Regions from separate parts of the Macaca mulatta genome. Here region 2 is linked to region 1. The links are chromatin contacts, called in public Hi-C maps. All regions are on one chromosome and are shown on one strand. The core of a region is the stretch at or near the end of the contact, and the rest is flanking DNA. Distances in the headings are between cores, read along the strand shown.

Evidence for each region. Hi-C and Micro-C count contacts between places; a contact is called where the count stands out from the background.
Region 2: a contact with region 1 is called in a Hi-C map of fetal cortex germinal zone, with 4 times the contacts expected there. The contact joins the promoter of SSBP1 here to the promoter of AGK in region 1. A contact is called at or near these places in 2 of 14 Hi-C or Micro-C datasets (blood and fetal cortex germinal zone).

Annotation. Positions count from the first base shown.
Region 1 is chr3:181,371,310-181,375,601 of T2T-MMU8v2.0, reverse strand. AGK (acylglycerol kinase) reads right to left here and starts at 1,275. Exons shown (of 16, transcript NM_001260561.1): 1 at 1,242-1,275. LOC114677135 (a long non-coding RNA gene) reads left to right here and starts at 1,339. Exons shown (of 4, transcript XR_013415655.1): 1 at 1,339-1,526; 2 at 3,183-3,235.
Region 2 is chr3:181,562,034-181,566,934 of T2T-MMU8v2.0, reverse strand. It overlaps SSBP1 (single stranded DNA binding protein 1), which reads right to left and starts at 2,540. Exons shown (of 6, transcript NM_001266152.1): 1 at 2,474-2,540. The coding sequence starts at 2,497. LOC144339993 (a long non-coding RNA gene) reads left to right here and starts at 3,491. Exons shown (of 3, transcript XR_013415656.1): 1 at 3,491-4,224.

The sequences.
Region 1 (4,292 bases), core at 26-2,525:
CCTGCTTCAGTTGTTTCCTCTAATGCCAACGAGTCATATTTTGGGGCAGTGTGTCCCGTACCCCATCAACAGCAGAGTAAAAATTGGAGTGTCTAGAACAGGGGTTCTCAACCTTTAGTGCAGGACTTGTTAAAAACACAGAATCCTGGAAACTGCCCCCTCCCCAAAGAGTCTCATTTGTTTTGGAATTAAGCTGTCATCTTCACTTTTAACAAGTACTCCCATGTTGGTTGTAATGGAGGTCACCACTATACCAGACTTTGAGAAACAGTGGTTTAGAGATAAAGGATTGAGGACCACGGGGGGTTTAGAAAAGACCACCTTGAACCCACACTAAGGACTTTGGCTATTATTTTGAAGACAATGAAAAACCTTTAATGAGCTTTAAGCAGGTGGGTGATATAATCATATTTGAACTGTTAAAAGACCACTTTGTAGCAGAATGAAAAATGAACTGGAAGAAGCTAAAATTAAAGCTAAAGAGAACCATTAGGAAGTTATTGCCATAATCTCTAGGCACCTAAAAGAACAAACCAAGATAAAGGATGGATTTGGAAAGCTTTAGAAAGTAGAAATTGGCAGCACTTGGTGGTTCATTGACTGTAGGAAGTGAGAGAGGAGGAACCAAGCCAGGTTTTTGTGCTTGGGTGACTGATTGAATAGTGATTCCAATCATTTAGATTTGAGTGGTAGGTTTGTGGAGAAGAGTAGTGCGGTTTAAGAGACACTGAATTTGACATGCCTGTGGAGCATCCAGGTGGAAATGTTTTTCTCACTAGACAGTGAACCCCTCGTGGGCAAGTTCTGTCTATCCATCTGCAGCACCAGAACCTAGTAAAGCGCCAGAATGAATGAACCAACCATCCCATCAATGGATGGGATACTATTGACCCCATTTTGCAAAGGACTATACTGAAGTCCAAGGGGTGGAGTGAGGGAGGGTTCACAAGTTAGCAACAGCTCTGGGACTCGAACCCAGGGCAGCTGACTCCCGCAGTGACCACGAGATCCGCGCGAGGCCCTCCCCCGCCGCGCCGGCCAGGCCCGCACCCCCTACCCTCAAGCCGCGCAGCCGCCTGCACCCACAACGCCTGATGCTCGGGTACCCGAGGCTCTCGGCCCAGCGAGACTCCAGAGGCTCCGCCCAGCGCCCCGGGCCCCCATCCCGACTACCACCCCGCTCGCGCGCCCGTTCCCAGCGCCCCGCACTCCGCTCCCCGCCCGGACGCCGCTGCACTCACCACGGCTGGTCCAGCTCGCGGCTCTGCCTTTCCTGTGTGCTCCCACCAGATTCCCCGGCTCGTTCAAGGGAAACCGCTGCCGCTGCCCTCGGGTTCCGCCGCGGGTCTGCGAGCGCGCGCGGGCCGGGGGCGGGAACCGGCTTGGATGCCCAGGGACGGTGTGGGTGGCAGGGCCTGCCGCCCTGAGGCTGCCTTTCCCCGCGTTCCCTCGTTGATTGGCTCATTCTTCCTTTCATCCATCCATCCTTTGCAAATATTATTATATTTGATGGGAAGTCTGCCAAGGTAACACTGCTTTAGCGCCTGGAACTAAGTCGGAAAATAAATTAACTAAATGAACAAGGCCGTTGGAGATGGTGCTCCGTGCCATGAAGAAAATGAAACGGGTGACGGAAGGCAGCGCGGGTTGGGGGAGAACTGCGTGAAATTAGGCGGCCTGTGCTAGGCCTTCTGAGTACGGGGCCATTGGTCTGAGACCTGAATGTCAAGAAGGAGCAGCTGAAGCAAAGATCCAGGGGAGAGAGCCTGGAGAGGGAAGGGCCTGTGCAGAAGCTCAGAAACCTGGGGCAGTCTGGCGAGTTGCAGGCCGGTGCGGGTGAGGCAGAGAGAGCTAAGGAGAAAGGCCAAGCCAAGCGAGGAAGCTGGAGAGGTGGAGACAGGCCACCGCGGCCAGGAGTTTGGACATGACGTTAAACAGGGCGAGAAGGCATTGAGGGGGTGCAGTCAGGGACTGGTGGGACTGGTTTCCATTTTACACATCTCTCTGGCCACAGGTGCTTGATTGGATTCTAAAGAACAAGAGAGTAACGGAGAAGCTAGGCCAATGCCAACCTCCAGACAGTTTACACTCTGTACTCGCCCCCCAGATTGGTGTGGGTGGGGACCAAGCCAGGTCCTTCTTCCTTCCAGCATTCAGTCAGCCAACTTTTTTTTAAGACAGGGTCTCACTCTCTCAGGCTCTAGTGCAGTGGCACAATCTCAGCTCACTGCAACCTCTGCTTCCCGGGTTCAAGCAATTCTCATGCCTCAGCCTCCCGAGTAATTGGGATTACAGATGTGTGCCAACAAGCCCAGCTAAATTTTTTTGCATTTTTAGTAGAGACGGGGGTTTCGCCATGTTGGCCAGGCTGGTCTCGAACTCCTGACCTCAAGTGATCCACCGACCTCGGCCTCCCAAAGTGCTAGGATTATACGCTTGAGCCACAGCACCCGGCCTGTCAACCAACATTTGAAAGTGTGCTAGGCCCTGCAACAGGCACTGGGGATATGCTCAGGTACAATGCCCTTCATGGTTCCTGCCCCATGGCGCTTGAGTCTGCGCATTTCCTACGTGTAGACTTACCTATGTCCCCCTAGTTGAATGCTTCAGAACAAAAAACAAAACAAAAAAAAGGCGGTGGGGGGAAACATTCAATGAAGTTATGGTGCAGTAAACCTATTCCTTATGCCAGGGTGCACCAGTCCTCACTGGGTCACACTATTTAGTAGCAAGAACTTTCTAGCCCTCTCTCCTGAGTCTCTACCTGTAAACTAGGGGACTGAGAACATTACCATTTTTAAAAACCCTTCTAGCTTTAAAATGTTGTCATAGAGTATGGAAGACCATTATTTTCAGTTCTTCTTTTCCAACTATCTAAAGCGTTTATGTGTGGAGATAAGCTGCTGAGCTGCTCACCTGCAGGCTAGAAAAATCTGAGACTTGATGCTGATGTTCCAAGGTTCAGACTCAGCATATGCTTTAGGGCTTCAGCATGAAAGTGGTTCCCCAAATAAGAAAAGGTCAGCTTTGATGAACTTTCCGTAATTGTCCAATCAGAACAATCTAGAAAGAATTTTTTTTTAACTTCACACATATGTATGCTTTTTGCTGGTGTTGTTTTGGGGCTGATTTTGTTTTGGATTATATGAATAGGGAGTTCTGTACTCATTTCCGTTCTTCAGGGCCCCTAAAGACCAGATCCATCATGGCTGGGACATCTGCATCACGTGTGAATGTGAGTATGACCACATGGAATGTGCTCATGCTTGTATGTTTGCCTGTGGATTTTCCCCTAGAGCCAGAAGGAATGCAACCCTGAGGACCATTTTAGACTTCTGACCTCCAGAATTATAAGATAATAAAAGTTTGTCGTTTTATGCTGCTAAGTATGTAGTAACTTATTACAGCAGCCACAAGAAACGAATTAGTACACACTGTCTTAGAATATGCTTCCTGGAGAATTCGACCTGGGTGACAGGTTGATATTTAAATACTTTTAGTGAATCAGTATTTAAATTATTTCTGTCCACCATTTATGAAGTCCCACACAAACCTCCAGTGTCCCCATTCCTCCTCTCTGCCCATCCTAATCACATCCTTCCTGCATAGCTCCCCTTCACGCAGCCTTTCCTGATAGCCACATCCTTGTTGACCTGCCCCTTTCTTGAATGATGGTAATATTTTTAGTCTGCATCACTTATTTCTGCTATGCATCCTGTATTTTTATAAGAAGGATGGAAATATAGGAGATGGAGGGAATCTGAATACACACCTGCAGGCAGATGTGTAGGTCGGAGTGTTGGAGACCTATACCAGTTCTGCTCTCTTCCAAATCCCATTTTATGAGGATGCATTCAGATTCCAGCATAATCAGGCTCAAGCTCTAGCCAGCCCTTAATGGGTTCCTGCAGCCCAACAGAAACCTGACAGTCTGACTTAGGCAGCCCCAAGAGCTTCTGTTAGGCTGGGTGCGGTGGCTCAAGCCTGTAATCCCAGCACTTGGGGAGGCCGAGGCGGGTGGATTGCCTGAGGTCGGAGTTCAAGACCAGCCTGGCCAACATGGTGAAACCATGACTCTACTAAAATTACAAAAATTAGCCAAGCGTGGTGGCAGGTGTCTGTAATCCCAGCTACGTGGGAGGCTAAGACAGGAGAATCGCTTGAACCTGGGAGGCAGAGGTTGCAGTGAGCCGATATCGCGCCAAAGCACTGCAGCCTGGGCAAGATCAAAACTACCTCTCAAAAAAAAAAAAAAACCTCTTAGTCAAGGACTAACACAAGTTCCCTCTCAC
Region 2 (4,901 bases), core at 1,291-3,790, 190 kb before region 1:
ACTGCTATATTATTACTATATTTTGGTTACAGTAGACTTTAGAAATTAAGAAATTTAGATCCAACATGGGTACTGATTTAATCCATCATTAGGCCAAAGGAGAGTAAAAAGAGATGTTTTATAATTAATAATTTAATAAGTAGATTCATTAATAACATACGCAATGATCAAACAAGTGTCAGGAGGTGTGGAATAAATGCAAAGCCTCACTCTCAGTCATAACAATGAGCTAGTTTAGAGGAGGATCCCCAGCCTCCCGGGTCAAGGACTAGTAGAGGTCTGTAGCCTGTTAGGAACCCGGCTGCACAGCAGGAGGTGAGCGGCAAGCAGTGAGCAAGCATTACTGAGATCCGCCTCCTGTCAGATGAGCAGGGGCGTTAGATTCTCATAGGAGTGCGAACCCCATTATAAACTGCTCATGCGAGGGATCGAGGCTGTGCACTGCTCATGAGAATCTAACTAATGCCTGATGATCTGAGGTAGAAAAGTTTCATCCTCAAACCATCCCCGCGGCACCCGCCTCCTCCAGGGAAAAATTGTCTTCCGTGAAACCAGTTACTGGTGCCAAAAAGGTTGGGGTCTGCTGGTTTAGAGAATGAGAAATAGGTTAAATCCCAATAAAACAATACATTCTTGAACTAACCACATGAGGGACTTTCTGACACAGCAACAGGAACATATTCCAAAGTCAGATTCCCTGTGTCTATGTAACTGCCTTCCCCCGGTTGCTCCTTCAGACCTTAAAAGGAATTAGGATGCCTCAAATATGATTAACCTAAAGTGTTTCATTTTAAAATCAGCAAAAATTATGATAGGTAATATCTACTTCACAAGGTTATCGCAAAAATTAAACAGCTTCAGTAGTGAGCTTAGCCTAATACAATTTCTATAAATATTTCATGGGAAATTTCATGCTTTCAGTGCATCAGAAAAGGTCTAATAAATTTGGTTCTTTGATTAAACACAAAGATTCGACTGTCCAAGTCAAAATCACATCATTGTCGGAAAAGGTAGTCACTACCACATAATAGCAGCAATGGTTACTATCAGCTAAGAGATTTATCTATAATCAATTATAAAACTAAATCTACAAGTTATGTAAAATTATCCCCACTTAGAGCTGAGAAAACAACCTCGGAGAGACTGCATAACCTGCCCAAGATCCCGCAGGAAGTATGTGGCGAGTGATCTCAAGGCCCAGGCCCTTTGACACCAATGCTACTACTTTCCCAAAGCCCCTTGCTGCCTCCTGAATTTCAAGAGCTACTGTAAAGATGGGAGTACACATCACTGAATACAGAGTTGAGAGAGCTAGCCATTCTATCAGAGAAACATTTTCGAAGTGGCAGTACTGTTAATATAAAAAGCAGAAGCCCACCAATCAAATAAACACCAATTCCCAGGGTGCTGTTGGCTATCTAATCCTATCACTAAACTTAGGGGCACAGTGTGGGTAAGAGAATAAAGATATGAGTACAACATACTATAGAATCAAACTGCTAATGAGAACCTGTGTCATGATTCTGGAAATGTACTCATTTCAGTGCTCAGACAAGCAAGAGCTCATAAATCTTACATGATAACAATGTCTCATTTGGGGCACACAAAAATCAAAGCCTACTGGAAAAGATTAGGAAAGGATTATTTAACTTGGATACTTTTTAAAATTAAACTTTTAACTCTTATTTAAAGACATTTTAATACTGTAACATTAGTGTTAAGTAATAACTTTTTTATGTTTCACATTTCAATACAGAAAAAATAGATTAAAGATACATACAGGTTAAAGGGGGGATCCAAGAATATAGGATTAAGGTGGGAAAAATGACAGAGTCATGGAGGAACTGATTCTTTATTGATCTTCACAGGAGGATGGGGAGTAGGAGAGCCAAAGAAGAATCTACAGGAGTTGGTGCCCAAATGTGGTAAGTGAGGAAAAACGGTAGTCTAAACTGGCTCAAGGTGGGCTAGAGTGACTGGAAAAGTGAGGAGCCATATTAAGTGGAATGAGAAGGCATTTTCTACATAGTGAAATCTGTGGTGACCATTCAGACTTGAGCTGCTCTCTTCAGGGTGGAAAGATGGGGGAAGAGGAACGTTTAGCAACACAGGAGGTAGACGGTCAAAAAAGCAACTACACGCCTTAAGAAAAAAGTTGGAACAATGATTCCTACAGTCTTTAGGTCACTAAAGACCTATAATGTTCTCTCACTGCTTAAATTCAAGCAACACACACACGTTTTAAAAATTAATGATTCCTATTACATATGTGAATAAACCTGAACTTTTTTTTTGTTTTAGTGAACATAATTTACACTGGCAAAATTTACACTACCAATCCTCCGTATCAGTTGAGTACAGAGGTGGGTGGGTGAGCTCAAAGGTCTTTAGCCCTGTAGTTAAAAGCCTGAAGAAGTCTTCTGATCACCGCTGATAGTAATACATCTCAATATTAATACAGACAAGTGACTACCTGTAACACAGGTCTTCGAAACATGGCTTCTATTTTCTTTCCTTACAGTCTAATCTTTAGGCTCTTCCTAAAGGAAAAAAACAAAATGAGAAACATTACTTCTTATGGCAAAAGCACAACTCACCAGTCCTAAATTCCTAACTGCATTCATAATTCTTATGCACTCCAATTTTGTGACCACAACGTACCAACATTCCTGCACACCTGATGAGGATTCCTTCCTCCCTCCCAAATAAACTCACACCTGTGTCATTTAGGTCCCAAACAACTTCCTCTTCCTCCAACCCAGACAAAATTTTGATTGTGAGTTAATCCCACTTCCAATCCACTTCTTCTCAAATCTGATTACAATGCAAGCTCCCCTAGGGCACAGATTTTTATCTGCTTTATTCACTGCCATTTTCTAAACTTCTAAAAAAGTTTAGGCATAGTAAAGGCTCAAAAACTATTAGCGTCACCAAGGGACTTATATCTGAAACCTGTTGCTGAAAAATTACTGCCTTCATCTCCGTTAGCAAAGACCAAGCAGCGTAGAGATCCCCGGGCTAGCCAGCCACACCGTGGGGAGAGGTGGGCACCCTTTACCGGAGGTGGCGCCACCACCTGAAAACCGAGGAGAACTGGGAAGAAATCACGCAGTCCTCGGCACGACTGAGGAAAGGGCCAGACACCTACAGAAACACCTTCCGACCCACGCAGGATCACGCGCAGCCAAAACACAGGACTCCACCACTTGCTTAGCGCTTGCTATCCCTCCCTCACCCGACGCTCTAACCCGAGCAGCCGAGCCAACCAGGGGATCACTTCCGGGGCACAGGGAACGCAAAGCTCGCGAGAGGAAAAAGGAAGCAGAAACTCCACAACGTGCGCCTTGGAAATACTGCCGGCGAGCGCCGTGGGAAACGCCGCCCCTTAACTCTGAAGTTCCGCGAGTTTCTCTTTGGTCGCGGGAGGATGATCAACGCCGCCAAGTGGTGAGTTTGGAAGGTTTCAAGGTTCAAATTAAATGAAATTCTGTGATGAGGTTTCTAACTGTGCCCGGGAGGGGGCGAGGTAGGCAAAACAGAGACTAGCTCTGCCTGTGGGGGGAGAAAGGAAAACGATTTGTGACCAGCCTAGGCGACATAGTGAGACCCTGTCTCTACAAAAAGTATAAAATTAGCTGGGCGTGGTGGCGCGCGCCTGGGGTCCAAGCTACTCGGGAGGCTGGGGTCGGGGGATCACCAGAGCCCTGGAGGTCGTGGCTGCATTGAGCGGTGAACGCACCGCCGCACTGCAGCCTGGGCAACAGAGCGAGACTTTGTCTCAAAAAAAAAAAAAAAAGAAGAAGAAGAAAATTAAAGAAAAAAAAGAAAAAGAAAACGTTCCAGGCCTGTTAAAGCACTAAGAAAAGCAGAAAAAGAAAGGGGAGCCGGGGAAGGGCTGACAGGCCGTCAAATTTAAGGGAGCACCAGAAAAACTGGCAATCAAATAATATCTTAATGTAATATTTTAAAAGGTAAAAATTAATGCAAGAAATCCGGGAGGAACAAAATAAGAGTCGTGTGTAGCTTAACAACAGGGAATGTTCTGAGGAATGCGTCATTAGGCGATTTCGTTGCTGTGCGGACACCATAGAATGTACTTTCACGACCTAAATGGTAGAGCCTGCGACACACCTCAGCTGTGTCACTGGTGTGCCCTGTTGCTTCCAGGCTGCAAACCTGACAGCATGGGACTGTGCTGAATACCGCAGACCATTGTAATTCATGGTAAGTGTGTGTCTAAACATATGTAAACATGGAAAAGGTACAGTACAAATACAGTATAAAAGATAAAAATTGTATGGGGCGCTTACCATGAATGGAGCTTGGAGAATTAGAAGTTGCTGTGGGTGAGTGGGTGAGTGAGTGGTAACCCAACGCGAAGGTCTAGGACATTATTGTACCCCACTAAACACTTCATAAACACTATACACTTAGGCTACACTCTGTTTATAAAAAATATTTTTCTTCCTTCAATAAACTTTCACTTACTATAACTTTATAAATCTTTCAATATTTTTTACGTTTTAACTCTTTTGTAATAACAATTAGCTTACAACACACACTGTACCACTATACAAAAATATTTTTCTTATATCCTTATTCTGTAAGCTTTTTTCTACCTTTGGTTTTTTTAAAAAAAAAAAAAAACTTTTTTGCCTTTTTTAAAAAAAACGAAGACATAAACACACACATTAGCCTAGGCCTACACAGGGTCATTATGATCAGTCTCAGCCTTCCACCTCCACCTCTTGTCCCACTGGAAGGTCTTCAGAAGCAGTGACACACAGTCATCTCCTATAACAATGCCTTCTTCTGGAATCCCTCCTGAAGGACCTGCTTGAGGCTGTTTTACAGTTAACTTTTTAAAAATAAGTTAATAATATAATAAAAAGTATAGTAAA